Linked DNA regions of Hordeum vulgare: region 1 is linked to region 2. Evidence: chromatin contacts called from public Hi-C data. All regions are on one chromosome and are shown on one strand. The core of a region is the stretch at or near the end of the contact, and the rest is flanking DNA. Distances in the headings are between cores, read along the strand shown. Region 1 holds the start of LOC123406255 (methionine aminopeptidase 1D, chloroplastic/mitochondrial). Region 2 holds the start of LOC123402309.

The links. A called contact is a pair of places that touch in the nucleus more often than the background predicts.
Region 1: a Hi-C map of leaf shows a contact between it and region 2, with 2.1 times the contacts expected there. The contact joins the promoter of LOC123406255 here to the promoter of LOC123402309 in region 2. A contact is called at or near these places in 2 of 6 Hi-C or Micro-C datasets (leaf and seedling).

The regions. Positions count from the first base shown.
Region 1 is chr6H:518,185,365-518,190,188 of MorexV3_pseudomolecules_assembly, reverse strand. LOC123406255 (methionine aminopeptidase 1D, chloroplastic/mitochondrial) reads right to left here and starts at 3,363. Exons shown (of 10, transcript XM_045099741.1): 1 at 3,172-3,363; 2 at 2,995-3,064; 3 at 1,933-2,161; 4 at 1,474-1,635; 5 at 1,355-1,396; 6 at 919-990; 7 at 319-398. The coding sequence starts at 3,280. LOC123406254 (phenylalanine--tRNA ligase alpha subunit, cytoplasmic-like) reads left to right here and starts at 3,463. Exons shown (of 18, transcript XM_045099740.1): 1 at 3,463-3,735; 2 at 3,843-3,968; 3 at 4,077-4,175; 4 at 4,487-4,543; 5 at 4,806-4,824. The coding sequence starts at 3,562.
Region 2 is chr6H:517,888,106-517,892,812 of MorexV3_pseudomolecules_assembly, reverse strand. LOC123402309 reads right to left here and starts at 2,546. Exons shown (of 2, transcript XM_045096208.1): 1 at 1,806-2,546; 2 at 1,076-1,639. The coding sequence starts at 2,282. The coding sequence ends at 1,631. LOC123402879 (DNA repair and recombination protein RAD54) reads right to left here. Exons shown (of 23, transcript XM_045096841.1): 23 at 3,834-4,381.

The DNA of each region.
Region 1 (4,824 bases), core at 2,114-4,613, 300 kb before region 2:
GTCAGTGTGTCACTGTATTGAGTACTGGCATTCTTGTTATCATATATTGTGCTAGGAACGTGTATGATTTTCTACAATGAATTATCGCTTATCAGAAACAAGCAACCATTCTTATGTCCTCTGTAATCGAAGTCCAGGAAAATGGGCACTACCAAGTTATGTGCTACATGCAAAGAACCAAACAGCACTAATTTCTAACTTTTGCCGCAAAATGTTTCCGAAATTCATTTGAGATATAGAATCCCCTGGTTACAGAATCAACATATTGCAAAAGAGTAATGAGAAAAATACAGGTACACAAGCCTCTCATTTACTTACTGTATGGTTCTACCAATGCGGTTGATCTCCACCCCAGGAGCACAGATTGATATAGCCTTGTCAAGAGATTCTTTTGTTACCTGGTTGAGAAAAAGAACATTCTGTAAAACTTTGAACGAAATAATACATAGCAAAGAATCTTTAGCTTATAGTCCCTCTGTTCTTAAATATAAATCTTTTTAGAGATTCCACTATAGACTACATACGGAGCAAAATGAGTGAATCTATACTCTAAAGTATGTCTATACATCCGTATGTAGTCCATAGTGGAATCTCTAAAAAGACTTATATTTAGGAGCGGAGGGAGTATAACAAAAAGTTATGTGATCTTATTGCCATCTGACTGAAAATAAAGTGACTTGGTACAATTATATCTCTAAAATGCAAACGGATTATATCTCTATATACAACTGCTTAAAGATACATCGCTATATACAACCACCTGTGGAAGTACAAGAGGCAAAAAACAAGAAAAACATGGAAGAGAGTAAAGGCACATCGCTAATGCCAGCAACAGCTGGAGTTCATGCCTTCATAGACTAGTGCATATTTAGCAACAGAGTATTAGACCAGATATTCTTATGAGAGAACTGAGATAACCTGAACTAACTTCTTAGCTTCATCATCAACATCACCACAGAGAAATGTAGCAGATGTATCACCATGGTAACCCTGGAATCAAATATGCATAGACAACGAAAAGGGAATGAGTCAGTCTAGATACCAACTATAGCTTCAGCATTTATAGAAAAAAATTCCACAATACTCCATGTACATATAAACAGATGGAATTAAATTATATATCAACTGAATCTGCGCCCGACGTAGGTTCTCATATAGAAAAAGGAATGTCGGATGTTTGTTCACAACAAGCAAGAAACAACTAGAACAAAATAACCTCTAGAAAATCATCAAACGGATATCTACCACAAATAACCACTTCAGTTTCTTTCTTTACTTGTACTTTGTCTGTGAGGGAAGCACAACTACCAAACAATAGTCACTTCAGCAGATGTATAGATTATCTTTGGCTTACATTGAGATAGACAGTAACATCGATGTTGATGATATCGCCATCCTGCCAAAAAAAAAGATTAACTGTAAATTGATTGGTATGTATTTAAAGTCATTATCTCCAGATGCTGGATAGCTTACCTCAAGTGGACGAGAATCTGGTATCCCGTGACAGATGCATTCATTCACTGAAGTACAAACACTCTTCGGGAATCCACAATAACCAAGAGGTGACGGGTATGCACCATTATCGATTATCATTTGGTGCACCGCTTTATCTATCTCATCAGTTGTTATGCCTGGCTGTAAATAAGAACCGATCAATTTTTGACACTTGAGTCTTAGACCACCCTAGTGGGATAATTTTCAGAAATGAAGTACTTTATGAGAAGGGACTTCTACTTCACACACTACTTAAAAGGTGTTTAAAATGTGTATCAGTTGTGTCCTGCACCTGAACCTTTACCAGAGGATCCATTTGCTTGGTGTGCTCTTTTCTCTTAACAAAGTATTGGATGAATGGAATGAGGTTTCCGTTGTGAATGTAAAGTTCCACAACTAAAAAGAATAATCAGGTAGCGATGCCAATAACAACATTACATTTACAAGTGTCCCAGCAAACTTCAAAACTTGTGCGGCAAGCTTTCCAGAAGCTCTCATGCATTCGATCCCTTTTTCATCATGTATTTCAGGTCCACCGTTCATCTGAGGTCTTTGACGGGAATTGACATAAGGAGGCTGCTGTATATGACTGGGAACGGTTAGACGAGGAGACACTTTCCCAGGTCGTAGGCGTCTAGGGTTATTTTCCAGTGAGTCATCCCGACTTCTGTGGAAGTCCAAAAAAGAAACATAAATGTGAATCTACATGTATGCTCCATACAACAGTAAATGTATCAGAGATCTACAAACAATAGATGCCATTTAAAGGCACAGGCAGAATTCAATAGTATTCTCTATACACTATAAGTAATATATGTAACAGGTACAGCATATAAAGTAATAAAGTATGCCTTGATTTTGACCATACAAATATTTGAGAAGCACAGAGTATACAGTACAGACAGGCACAATCCATATTTCATAAGATCAATAACTCAGGGAACTTCATACCCGTTTATCTAATAGTAAAAAAAAATATTATCTAACTCTGATACAAGCATATCTCACTTCTTAGCATTCTATCTCCTTGAAATGAAATCAACAAAAAAGTGATTCCAGAAAGAAACTCTTCACTCAGATCATATCACCAGAACAAGAATATCCTACTACTGTTGACCCCCTACCTTAATGAGAGCATTGGGGAAAAGGGAGCCCCTGAAATCAACAAGCAATAAACATATCTGCGTATGTGGTCAATGCACCAAGTTGTGTGTTCGCGTAGCCATGTACTGGATAATAAAGGCAACCAATAAACTGGCATTTCAGCTACTGCTTCAATTTAGAGCATTGGTATAAATAAAAGATGGGAAATACATGTGTTCGCCCAAGATAGCCAAAGTCAGGCCATCATGTATTGTATTCATTGATGGGTCAAGTTGTATCACTATATAAAGGTATATTACGCATACCAGTTGCAAATGACCACTCTATCTGCACAGAAAGACAGGCTCGCAGCTAATCTACCGCTGTTGAAGAGGGAATGGCGACCGGGGAGCTCACCTCCTGTTGAAGAGGGCGTCCACCAGGCTGGAGAGCGTTCTCGTGGCCTGGCACGTCACCCGCCTGTGCCCTGCAAGAGGAGACCCGAGCCGTCCTCTCAGCGAATGTTTCCCCCGGCAGGAGCTGACGACGGGGCAAGCGTTTGAGCCGAAGCGCGAACGGGGGAGGGGCGCATACCTCTGCCTGGGGCGGCGGCGCGGAGGAGCGGCCTGGCGGAGAGCGCGCCGAGGCGGTCGCCCAGGAGGGCGCAGAGCAGGCGCGGCGACGGCGGGCTCGCCATGGCCATGGCCACTGCGCCGCACGCGCGCGCGAGCGGGATATGGGGGAGAGGCAGGGGAGCAGGGGAAAGGAAATCGAGAGCTGTGGTGGAGAGTCGAGAGTCGAGACTAGCCGTCGTGGGCTTTCCGTGCGTGCCAAGTCGGACCCCGCCAATAAAACCGGACCGCACCGGAGGCGTCGGCCGAACCAGGCGAGAGACACAAGACCAAAACCCAACCAAACCCCCATCTCCCTCCTCCCGGAACCCCATCGCCGCCGCCGCCGCCGCCGAGCCGACCCGCGCCGAGGATGGCAGCGGAGCAGCCGTCGTCGGAGGACGTGGAGGACGAGCTCCTCGCCCACCTCGACGCCAACGCCGAGATCCCCGACTCGCGCTCCTTCGCATCCTCCCTCGGCGTCCCGCACAGGGACGTCGAAGACGTGATCAAGAGGCTCTGCGCCTTCCGGATCGTCGGGAGCACGGTACGGCACCCTCGTCCCTCTCTCCAGTCCCCTCAGCTTCGCGTAGCCCCTGCCCCGAGTTAGTTCCCCCGAGACCTAACGAGCCGTGCTCGCTTTCCTGCCCGCAGGACATGACCAAGGAGGCGCTGGTGCTCACCGACGAGGCCAAGGGCTACGTCGCCAGGGGCTCCCCCGAGGTGCAGTTCGTCGCGGCCATGCCTCCGAAGGGCGCCGCCTCCAAGGCCGCGCTCCAGGTGATTTCCCTCTCTGACCTATGTGGCCTTCAGGAGGTGCTCGATTGGAGTCAATAGTTTCGGCTCCGGAGATCTCTGATGTCTGATGCTTAGGGTGCTGCATTGTAGGAGATATTGGGGGACGTGTTCGATGTTGGATTGAAGGCTGCTGCCAAGAAGCAGTGGATTGGATTCGACAAGGAAAACGAGGACCTCGTAACGAGAAGGGTATTAGAGCTGAGCTCGTTTCACTTTCTTCTCTTCATTGTTGTATATACAGCTCAGTTTAGTCTGTATCTCTGTTGGAAACTCGCTTGCCGTATCTACTGTTCTTTTCGGGCACTATGTTCTCAATTTGCCAATGTCTGGGTTGTAGACGTAGAATGTACGTAGAAAACGTTGCCTCATCATCATAGTTCAACTCTTCCATTGTGCAATAGTTACACCTGTGTTCACTGAAGGTCTCTCGGTGCTTTTGTCTGTCTCGATCTTTTTATCTCTAGGCATGGCATTGCATGATTTCTTTTTGTTTTATTCAGGTTAAGGATACCAAGGATGAGTTGCAAGAGCAGCTTAAACGTCTGGAGAATGGGGAGGTTGGTGTTGCTTTATTGCTCGTTGTTCCTCTCATATTTTGTGTGATGGCATGGCACAATTATTTGTTAGGTACAATAGCTAGTAAGTACTCCCTCTGTCCCAAAATTCTTGTCTTAAATTTGTCTACATATGTATGTATCTAGTCACGTTTTAGTATTTAGATACATCCATGTCTAGACAAACCTAAGACAAGAATTTTGAGACTGAGGGAGTACCAAATAGTTCTTTACCCCTTCTTAAGAAAAAAGGTCTTTCATGTAGGTTTTTGATGATAAAGTAA
Region 2 (4,707 bases), core at 1,297-3,796:
GAGGTGATTATAGGGATAGAATGTGTGTGTTAACATTTATAGGGGTGAGTGTATACTTTTATATGTGAGTGATTTTTGATCGTGCCGTGTGTAAAAGAAAAGGTGAGAATTATGGTTCGTAGGTGATTTTTCATTGCACTACCGCTTGTAACATTTTGAGGCGGTTTTGGATAACCAAATCGAGTTCTTTTCCTATTGTTGATTCTCCGTACGCGATTGTCGAGAATCACCTCAAAAGAACTGGCCGTGATCTTGACATGCTGGTTGGGCATAGCTGCATAGGTCATGCCGACCTGAGCACTCAAGATGGGAACAGTTTTGTATTTGTGGGGATCTAATTAATCAAGATGTCATGGCTGTCCCTAATGCAATCAATCCCCGTGTTACAAAGTGCGTGGTCAAATCAAAGGCAAAAACAAACGGCCTCTTTTGTCTTCAAACCAACCCGTGGATCGATCATTGTTTCTGACTCACTAGTCTCCCAGCACCTTTGATGGCTTGTTGAGAAAAGCAAAATGATTCAGAGGAAACAGCTCGGCTTCACCAGGAGTTGTGCCACAAATCGTCGGAAGAAACATGCATCTTCAAAGATGATGACCGACGACGATCGCCACCAATTGATTCCACGGACCTTGTACGTGGTGCTTGCTTATCCCATTATTATCCTCTTAAACAATCCCACTACGACCGCCGGCTGCCAGCCTACGGGGGAGACAGTGCACCCACGGAATGCGCTAAAGCAACGTTAGCATAGCCGCCCCACCATTGATTTTCTCCTGCAAAGTGCAAAGCCGGGCACCATTTGCTCACGGACCAATACAATAAGATCACTAGTGCTAACGCCGATCTAGCCGGCCATGGGGAGGACTTACGCATCCAGTGCAGATGACTTGTCGGGGGAGCCAGCCACACCCACCCTTCGTCGATCTTCGTCTCTCTCTCTCTCGATCGCACGCGCCGGCTCTGTGGCGCCTGTCTGCCTTTATATATAAACCCACATGCGGCGGAGCACATCGTGTATAGACGAACTGACGAAGGAGGAGGAAGGAAGCATGCATGTGATGCACAGCGGAGCAAGGTGACAAAGGAGCGCACTGTTGCGTGCATGATCCCTACAACAACAGAGGCCAGCAGAGGCTCAGCTCGTGTCGCCACAGATCTGGCCGTCTGGCAAAGGCTAATCATTGCACCATAAATCCCCCATCTACGCACAAGCATTATGTACAGGCCGCCATGGGCAGGCAGAGCGAGATGGTGGTGGAGGAAAAAAACAAAGCTTGGAAGAAGAAGAAGAAGAAGAAGAGAAAGAAGTGTGAGGTGATGCATGGGGATCTAGTGGCAGTGGACAGCTGCTGCTAGCTAGCTGGCTAGGGATCGAGAGCGGATCACTTGTGAGATAAGAAGAAGGAAAAAAGAAGTGAAATTACAGAATTGTTTGCTCTTCAACACATGCACACACATGGACATGGACACTGGCCATCTACAGTGGCTAGCTAGCACACACGCAATCAGGCCACCCAAAACGACTGACGAGCGCGATGAGAGAAGACCGGTGAACATGGTGCGAGCGATGGCGAGGAAGAAGAAGGGTTTCGTCATGTCGCCGTAGTCCCCATCGGCCGGTCACCTCTCATAGCTCCTGCAATGGGTCAAAGGATCTGTAATGAGACAACACATCACTTCATCCAACAGCTCTTAACAATTCAATAATTGCGTACTAGTAGTAGTACTATGATGATGTACTACTACGTGGCTAACGTGGACTGCAAAGATTGCTACTACATGGAGATGACCAGCGGACGGACCTGCTTGGACGCGGCCATGTCGGTGGCTATCTTGGCGTCGGCGTCCACGGCGACGACCTTGTCGCCCTTCTTGGCCGCGGCGGCATTGTTGGCGACGCCGCCGCCGACGCATAGCGACTTCCGGAGGCCGAGCATCTCCCTCCACCGGCTGGACCCCTTGGGCGTGGACGCCCTCTCCTCGTCGGCGCTACCACGGAGCTCGTCGCGGAGCGTGGAGGGAGCGCGGCCGCCCTCGACCTTGAAGGGGAGGATCCTGCCCTTGGAGAAGAGCTGGTCGGCGGCCATCATGGGGTGGCTGCCGACGGAGAACTCGAAGTTCTGGTCCTCCTCCTGGCACCGCAGGCCCATGGCCCGGTTCTGCACCGGCGGCGGCGGCTCCATGGAGAAGTCGCTGGAGAAGGAGATGCGCGGGCCCGGCTGCCCGCCGCCGAACGCCACCGCGCCGCCGTCCGGGTTGTACATGTTAACGCATGCCATGGCTCGCGCGCTAGCTAGATTAATTAGCTCGATCGTCGTGGGATAGCTTGGCTGATGCGTGGCGAGGCTTTTAAAAGGTGGTGATGGTGGTGGTGTCTGGTCTCGGCGTGCGAGCTGAAGAAACGGGGCACTGTTACGGGTCACTGAGTGTGGAGGTGATGGTGGATTTGGATGGGTTTTATAGAGATGAGAGGAGAGGGGGGCTGCTTGGGATGAAGCTTTTGGGTAGATGTGCGCTGCAATTGTTTGGCACCGCCTGTAGTAAACGGTGATGATTGAGATGCATGGCGAGCTGTTTTCTTTCTCCACCGGTGAACAATGGATTAGAGCCATATAGGTGAAATATATACAGTACTCCCTCCGATACATACACAGGTTGCGTCAGTTAATTCAGATCGGAGGAAGTGGTACTTTTCCCTAGAATTTTTTTGGAAGTACTCCCTCCGTTCCTAAGTATAAGACCTTCTTAAGATTCCACTATGAACTACATATAAATGTATATAGACATATTTTAAAGTATAAATTCGCTCATTTTGCTTCGTATGTAGTCCATAATAAAATATCTAAAAGGTCTTATATGTAAAAACGAAGGGAGTATATGAGTACAACAATGTCGGCATGGCCATACGTATGCGGGCATGTGGGTTTACTCGAACCATATGAAACGTAAGGGTTGGTCATGGCTTTTTCACTTTTTGTAGTTATGGTTTGGAGACTAGCCACTTATATCTGTCATCACCTGAAACTTGACTCTCGAGTGAAGGCACCCGAAACTTGAAACCCAGTTGAAGTCTCGAAGATGCTTCTTCTGAATTCCAACGGGCACCCGTCACAAAACCCCATCACCACAGCATCACCGCCGGCCGCATGCCACAGTACAACCGTTCAAACCTTTCTCATTACACAAAAAGAGAGCACGGGGATCGTTCTGGAACGGACTGTTGATTTTGTTTCTCTGTGCCAGCTCCAGGCCCGGGATAAGAAGAAGAAGAAGAATGCCGTTTGTTGATATGCGATCTTGGGACGATAGATCGCAAGTCCCAACACGGATCGGGAACCATGGACGCGTGCGTGCGGCGCTCATGGGGGGGGAGAAGAATCTCAGGAGCGTCGGTGTGCCAGTGCCAGTGCTCCCAGCAGCGATTCTTCCTCGTTTGGATGCGCGCTGCTAGTTGCTTGGACGTGTGGCAAATGCCGGTCTTGGGGCCTCGCCGCGGTCAAACAATGGCTGTCATTGTCCAGCTTGTGATTGGCATTGTTATCATAATCCCGGCACGGTGGTTGGATAGAGTGAATTCTGGCATGCCGCAACCGCACTTGATTCCCGGCCCTTTTACCACCGGGAAAGCAAGCGCACGTGAGGTGCATGACCCAGATGCGGCAAGGTCTGCCTGCCACACCGACCAACGCCACTTGGGTTCGCCTCGGAGCTTGACACGTAACCCTTTGCGATTTATTTGCAGATCAAGAGCTACCAGTAAGTACATGTATGTCGTCACGTGAAAGATGGTGTTTTTTACTTGAAACCAAACTAATGACCAAAGGAAAATATTGCACGGGGAAATTTTTGGTTATATACATACATTTAGTAAAGGGTATACATCGAGGGGAAATCGACGTTTTGTCTGCGATTATTATATAGCAGTAGTGTCATCAAGCAGCATGAAATAATTGAGAGCAGGGGCATAATTATTTCTTCGAATGAGCCAAGGGGCATGATTATAGTGGGGTTTGCGAGGAGTATGGTGCAAGGATGCCAACCTCCAAGTGTAGAGTAGAACAAATTAGACCCATCCATAATTGCAGGGGGAATTAGCAAAGGCGCAGACAACAGTCCTTTTCCTCATTGAACACATGATGATCCACCACACGGCACAGGGCCATACTGGCGTGGCAACTGTTGGGGATCATGCGAGACAAGAGGATCGTAAGGCTTTGTTCATGAAGCGCATACCGAGGAACAAGAAAATCCGTACGGCCTGAGTCCGACGGCCTACGGTGCGGTGCGGGGGCGGGGGCGGGGGCGTAGGTTCGGTGGTAGCTTTCTTCCCCGTGGATTCGGGACCAGCGGCCTCAGCGGAAGACCTGGCGTGGACGACCTGAAGAAGAAGAGCAGATGAGCACAGAAAGCGATCTCCATAACAAATGAACAGATATGTGCTGTTCAAGGGGAAAGCAACGTTAATGGTAAGGTCACCAGATGCCAGGGTAAGCCATGTTCAGGGCAGAATGGAGTACGAATGCCCAAGCAAAGAATCAGGTAGGCTGGCATTCTTAACGAGTCTACATGGCTCCATATCACTGGAGTTAAAATCCAGTTAAAATGTTGCACGCTAGAAATCAAAGCCTAACACACCAAGCAACGACTACGACTGTAATCCTATCCAAAATTTGAACCGTCAATCCTAGCTGTGACATTTCTACG